Regions from separate parts of the Mus musculus genome. Here region 2 is linked to region 1. A link is a contact called in public HiChIP or PLAC-seq data. All regions are on one chromosome and are shown on one strand. The core of a region is the stretch at or near the end of the contact, and the rest is flanking DNA. Distances in the headings are between cores, read along the strand shown. Region 1 holds the start of Arnt2 (aryl hydrocarbon receptor nuclear translocator 2). Region 2 overlaps Arnt2 (aryl hydrocarbon receptor nuclear translocator 2).

Region 1 (3,116 bases), core at 160-2,659:
GCACCTGCCTCTTCTCCACGCAGTTCCTGCTTCTCGTCTTCCTATCTTCTGTATCACCTCACCACAGCTGACAAATCAACCTTACAGGAAAGCAGTGATCATGTGGCTCCTCCGTTCAGTACTACTTAAAACTCTCTTTTGATGTAGGAAGAGGAAGCCACAGTCCATGTCTTCCATGGCCCTTTGGACCTAGCCACATCCATGCAACTCAATGTCAGGTCCCTCTGTTTCCTCTCACACCTTACTCACTGGCTTCCAGTGTATGCTTAGAGCATGGCCATCATGACTTCATGACTTATGCCTGTAATGCCTCTCAGTCTGTGTGTCTGCGTTTTCAAACTGTATCTTCTACAAGTTCAGGCTAAAGTGTCCAGAGTCCCCTCAACCTTCCCCGACCAACATGGACAAAGGGGATCTTCCACTCATAACTTACTCTGAAGACATTCTTCTTTCATAAGCACTCTGGTAGTTCACTCCACCTGATCTGGGGCCACACCCAACACAAGACCTCTTCCACTGAGCTTTCCCGGGGTCTAAGCTATTTGACCGTCCCTGCCTCAATCTACAGGGACCTATGATTCTCCAGAACCAAAGCATACAACACAAAACCTAAAACTTGGGAGCGGGAAGGCAGTCACATGTCTATCCTCTCAGCCTTGCATGATAGACAGGGAACTTTGCCAATGACAATAGGGCTCCCCCGCCACATTTCAACAGGAGCCTAACACTCCCACTCATTCCTGAACTCCTTCCATTTTTTTTCTAATCTGACGGCATAAGTCCAAGGGTCACAGGCTGTACCTTCAGCGACATCAGACAATCGGAGAGGGATAGGGCTGCTGAAGGCCATTATTACCAGTTAGGCTTTTCCTGTCCAGAAAGGACTGGGACATATACACTGGCCAGGTGTAAACCCCGCCAAAGACCAGCGTGGGGGAGGCGGGGCCGATAGGCGAAAGAGTCCCAGGAGTTCTGCCCTGTTGAATCCCCGCTTCAAACTTTTCTCTCGCTCAGCGCGACACCTGGCATCCGCTGGCCCCTGTGGCTCTGGAGCCCGCGGGCGAGCATCTAGTTACACGCAGCAGCGGCGGGCGCCGTCAGGACCAGGTTGAGCACCATTCGAGAACGAGGATGCCACGGCCGGTGCTGATGCTGCCGGGCAGCGGCCACTCCCCACCCCGGGGCTGCGCGTCTCAGGCTCGGCCAGAGGCTGGGCCGCTACTCACCCGGAGGGTTGACGGCGGCCGGGGTTGCCATCTTGCCGGGAAGGGACCGGAGCGCCGGGCGGGGGCGGGGGCGGGGACGGGGACCCGGCGCGGGCCAGCGCCGCCGCGGCCGCGCCACACAAAGGAAGGTGCGGGCGGTGCTCCCCGCGCTCCCGCGCTCTCAGAGCGCCCCGCGCTCCTGCCCGCGCTGCTCCCCGCGCCCCGCGCGCTCCCCGTTCCTCTGCGCGCACCCGCGCTCCTCCTTTCCCGGGCCTCCTCCGGGTTCAGCCTTTGTGGTGCGGCTGGGGTGCCGGGCCCGCGGCTCCCGGGTCCGAGCCGTAGCACCGCGAGACTTGGGGCAGCGGGCAGCGGGCAGCGGGACCCTCCTCGGGTCCGCGCAGGTGCCCAGGTTAGAGGCCTCGGCGCACTCCCTATCCGCCCTAGTAGGGTCCCCAGGTATCAGGGACACATCGCCGAGAGGCGCTGTCCCCTCGCGGAGGAGCGGGTGAGCAAAGGACCCATTTGGATGCAGAGGACAACCGGCCTAAGAAACAAAGGCGTCCCAGTGCAACCACTTAGCATGCCAGGGCCGCGCCACTGAGCTCCCGGGCACCCTGGCTAGGGCTGCAGAAGAGGGCCTAAGGGGAGGCACCCAGAAATGCCCAAGGCCACCGTCCCTCCAAGGCACTGGCACACAGCTCCAGCACAGAGTTTGGCTCAGGAATGGAGAGAAGCCAGGGAGGTTTTGAGGACAGTGTCTAGCTCTGCCTTCTTGAGGACATGGCCACTGTCAGCATTTATTAGAGTCCTCTCGAGGGCCTTATTCACACCTCCATACTGAGGTTTTAAGAAGATTTCTAATGGTTTCATCTGCGTATGCTGGTAAAATAAGAGCACGGGATACTTGAAGAGTGGTTTTTCCAGGCAGCCACTGGGATTCCTGGAGGTGATATTCCACAGTAGATGCCCTGATTAGGTGAGATTGGAAGGCTGGTCACACCCCAGGCCAGAATTAAAGGCACTGTGCCTTCTAACACTGATAACATCTGCAAAAAATACCACACTATTTCCAAAGAAGCATGCATGAAATAGGATAGGGAAATGATGATTGGAGTATGTTTTTAAACCATCATTGTCTTTGGAAAAGCGTTTGTCTCTACTGCCCTAATAATAAATCAATTGGACAAACACTGAAAATTCTGAATTCCCGGCACAGACCTGGGTGTTGAGCATACAGGATTGACCTCCTTCAGGGCTGCAGGGCTTCCTGGATAGGAGAGAGCTGGAAGGAAGGACACAAGAGACCACCTGAGTTGGGGCAGCCGCTCTTTGAAGCTTAAACAGAGCCCCTGAAATGTGGTCACTGCTGAGCAAAAGGGACAGAAAGAAGATGACATTGAAAGTCACCTTTGAAGAAATGACTAGAATACAGGGAAGACATTTCAAAGGAAAAAATACACACTGTGCATTTACTTAAGGGGCAGGGGTGGCGGGTGGGTGGGGAGGGGAGGCCCAGACAGAAATGAGGAGAGATGTAGGTTGGAATTTGAAACTCAGCAGGTGTCTAAGTAGAAGGGTCCTGATGTCCAGCCACAAACCAAGTGAGACTCGGTCTCTCTTCTATAGTCCCCCAAATACAACACTCTCAAGCATCCATTACACATATACACACATATATTCTTGTTTGAGATGGAGGATCTCATTACATAGGTTAGGCCAGCCTTGAACTTGTAAGATTCTCCTGCCTTTGCTTCCTGAGTGCTTGGATACAAGTGTGCAGCACCACACCCAATCTCTGAAGTTTCTCAAGGGGAGGAAATACAGCCATTCTCTGTCCCATCAGACTCGCCATCCAGGTATATCTATCTAGTGGAGTCTTTTCTTGGTTCTGTCCATGTAGCTCTGGCCCAT
Region 2 (3,116 bases), core at 354-2,853, 54 kb before region 1:
GGGTTATTTTGAGACAAAATCTTGCTCTATGCCTTAGGTTTATCTTGAATTTGCCATCTTTCTGCCTCATACTCGCAAGTGCTGAGATTTCAAGCATGTACCACAAGGCTAGGCTTGGGACACTTCAGGATTACTAAGTTGCTTGCCACCAAGCCAAATACTTGCATTAAATGAGACGTACACAAGAGGGCCAGAGATCAGGCAATGGCTTGCTCAGTGACAAAAGGCACTAAGTGCCTGTTCATGACAGTCATGTGACTGCTGGCTACTGGCTTAAGAAAGGTAAAATAAACTCACCTTGAGAATTTACTGGGACCTTCACCATCTTCGTCATCGAAGTCCATTCTGGAAAGTCAAAGGCACAGGTAAGAACTAGTTATAACTCTCAGAGGACTCTAATTGGTTACATGAGCTGTGAACGCAGGGGAGTCTTCACCCCATCACATCGCTATGCAATGCTTCCAATTTTCACCCCATCACATCGCTGCTCAATGCTTCCGACCTTTGGCCATGCTAAACAGTATCCGCAGAGTCTCAAGAGAAAAAAATTACAAACAAAAGGTCTCCAGTACACTCACTATTAGTTCTCTGGTCAGAAATAGGAATACTCAAGTGTCAACTTGTCCCCCTTTGACGCTTCTCAGGTCACCAATGGATGACTCAGGCCATGTTGTGTGAAGGCATCAATGTTTCTTGTCTGCCATCATCCCTGGAGTATGTGGGTCCATCCACATCATGTATTCTATACCAGCACTTAATTTCTTACTTTTATGGTATATTGCTCAAGGGATTTGGAAGACAGTAAGTTCAAAGGGCGATGACATAATATCAGGGGACAGTGAAGCTGTCTGAGAATACTGCTTGTGACTTGGTGAGTCTCTACCAACCTCAGGGCAAAGGTCCTTCAAGAAAACCAGCCTGTTACACCCAGGATCAAACAGGCTGTTGAGGAGGAAATGGGCCTTTGATACCAAAATCACTGAAGCTGGTTGTCTGCTCGTTGAAGCTCACAGAATTACTCTTGAGATTCTTCTCTGCTGGGCCTCCCCTTGTTAATATCAATGTTTTGGTGAATTCTTACTGAACTAACACTCCAAATGATCCTTCTTAAAGGCCCAAGTGCTTCTGATGTCAGCACACACAGGTTGGAAGATGTTAGGGCAGAGGGGAACATAACCATGATCAAGTGCACCCAGAGTTTCTGCGGTAGGAAATGAGCAGTCAGCATGGCTCTTGAGTGTGGCATCCATCTGCAGACCCTATATCACCCTGCTTGTTTTTAGTAGGCCTGAAGGATTTGGTGAGATATAGTCTCATGATCCAAGCAGGAGAGAGGCTGGCTGCCTGACTGGAGGTCTGAGGAATTCCATGTTTTAGCAGTTTATTATGAGAATGGAGAATACCCAGTGAGATTCGGCTCAAACAATAAACAAGCAGAGAATGAAGTATGTGCCAGAAGACCACAGTTACAGAGGCCACACCTTCTGGTCCCTCATAGGGAGGGTGAACTTCATTTCCTAGTCTTTGAGGGATTGAATAAGTGACCCAGGAAATGCATGGGGCACCCAGGCCACCAGGAGGCAGTCATGTTACACATAAAGAGCATACTTGTCCACATACCTCAAGATGAGCCCCAGTGAGATGTGTGGCTAAGCAAGAACTCGAGGGACCTAGGAACTAGGATCAGATACGGCAAAATGAAGGGAATGAGGACAGCTTTTGCATGTCTTTGCTCTGGATTATATGCAGTGCAGCCTGAGTTGACATGTCCAGAATTCCCTGACGGGATCCCTCATCCACTTAGATCCTTGGTCCTCAAAACCCAACTGTCCTCACAACAAAAATGGCAGTTGTGATGAAAGAAATTCCTCTGTACAAAGAGGAACGGAGATGGACAGGATGAAGGGAAAAGACAGAAGACCACATGCATGTCACCCGCGAGATGACCATGTATCGCTCTCCACAGCATGGCTTTGGAAGTTCAGCCCTGGGCCAGAGCTGTCTACAGGACAAATGGAGCTGAATGTGGGAATTCTAAATAAAGAAAGCTCATTAATATCCTGTATAATTACTAAGCTATCATCTCACCTTCCTGGAAATTGCCTGTGGAAAATAACCACCAAAAATGTTTAACTGAGGTCAGTTGCATTTTTGCAGAGCCACACTGCCACCTAGTGCTTGTAAAGGGAAAGATCACCTTTTCTGCCTTCATAAACTACCTACGTTTTCAAAATTCCAAATGATTTGTGCCTGGATTCATCAAAACCGTAAATAGGTGTAATATACACAGTTATTTTTAAAATCCCATTCAGTTCAATTTGATATCACAGCTTCTGTAACATTGAGAGAGAGAGAGAGAGAGAGAGAGAGAGAGAGAGAGAGAGAGAGAGCAGAGCACGCTCGAGAAAGAGCAAGCTCTTCCACTCTTGCGTTTGCCTGTGGAGATAGAGGACATGTGAGAGATTAGGCTTTCTCCTTCTATCTGTGGATATGGTTATGTAACTTAGGTCATTAGGCATGGCAGCAAGTGCCCATACCACTGAGCCATCTCAAGGGCCTTTGATAGGATTATAATAAATAAGCAAACTCCTACAAAACATAACTGACTAGTTGGCCCTCAATCCAGGCCTAAAGATCAATGAGATGCTTGGAGTGACCAAGGGCAGGTCTTCTTGGACTCCAGGACTTTGGTGCTGAAACAGTCACAAGCAAGTCAGGATAGTTTGTCATCCTCATTTTGACAGAGTTTTCTTTACTCAATACCCTACAGAATAGATATAGGAAGAACTGAGTGGTGTAGTAAAGGGTTCCAGCCCTGCTAGGCAAGCTTCGGATCAGGCCAGCATCAGGTGAAAGAAAAGGGTGGTCTAGATCCTGAGTCTACTGGAGTTCATTGGAAACCTGGAGTCATGACTTGTATATGAAAAATTAAAGACCAAGAAACTATGGCTCCTACCTGAGAACGTGTGCAATCATACTGTGTAACATGGAGAGAAGCTATACCCAACACCTATAAGTGTGTATACAATCATACACATGTAGAATGGAGAGAAACAGTACCTTCCCACCCACGAGTATGTATGCAATCACATACATACAGCATAGAGAGAAACTAC

Evidence for each region. HiChIP or PLAC-seq counts read pairs in DNA pulled down with a chosen protein or histone mark.
Region 2: a CTCF HiChIP or PLAC-seq map of the NIH/3T3 cell line shows a contact between it and region 1, with 14 read pairs. The contact joins the enhancer-like site here to the promoter of Arnt2 in region 1. A contact is called at or near these places in 1 of 39 promoter capture datasets (macrophages), 2 of 15 datasets of contacts at CTCF or cohesin (CD8 T cells and the NIH/3T3 cell line), 73 of 484 Hi-C or Micro-C datasets (CD4 T cells, CD8 T cells, the CH12 cell line and 38 more), 15 of 115 datasets of contacts at active chromatin or transcription factors (CD8 T cells, the NIH/3T3 cell line, astrocytes and 9 more) and 1 of 9 other capture datasets (adipose tissue).

What each region holds. Positions count from the first base shown.
Region 1 is chr7:84,408,629-84,411,744 of GRCm38.p6, forward strand. It overlaps Arnt2 (aryl hydrocarbon receptor nuclear translocator 2), which reads right to left and starts at 1,410. Exons shown (of 19, transcript NM_007488.3): 1 at 1,227-1,410. The coding sequence starts at 1,257.
Region 2 is chr7:84,354,223-84,357,338 of GRCm38.p6, forward strand. Arnt2 (aryl hydrocarbon receptor nuclear translocator 2) reads right to left here. Exons shown (of 19, transcript NM_007488.3): 3 at 298-345. Among named protein-coding and RNA genes, the nearest start is that of Gm30873, 19 kb to the left of the region's middle. Within about 2 kb of position 1,604, at least 26 of the 459 cell types and tissues checked have an H3K27ac peak or open chromatin away from gene starts, as enhancers often do. A contact at or near this core is called in CD8 T cells, the NIH/3T3 cell line, astrocytes and 4 more, where this site is marked.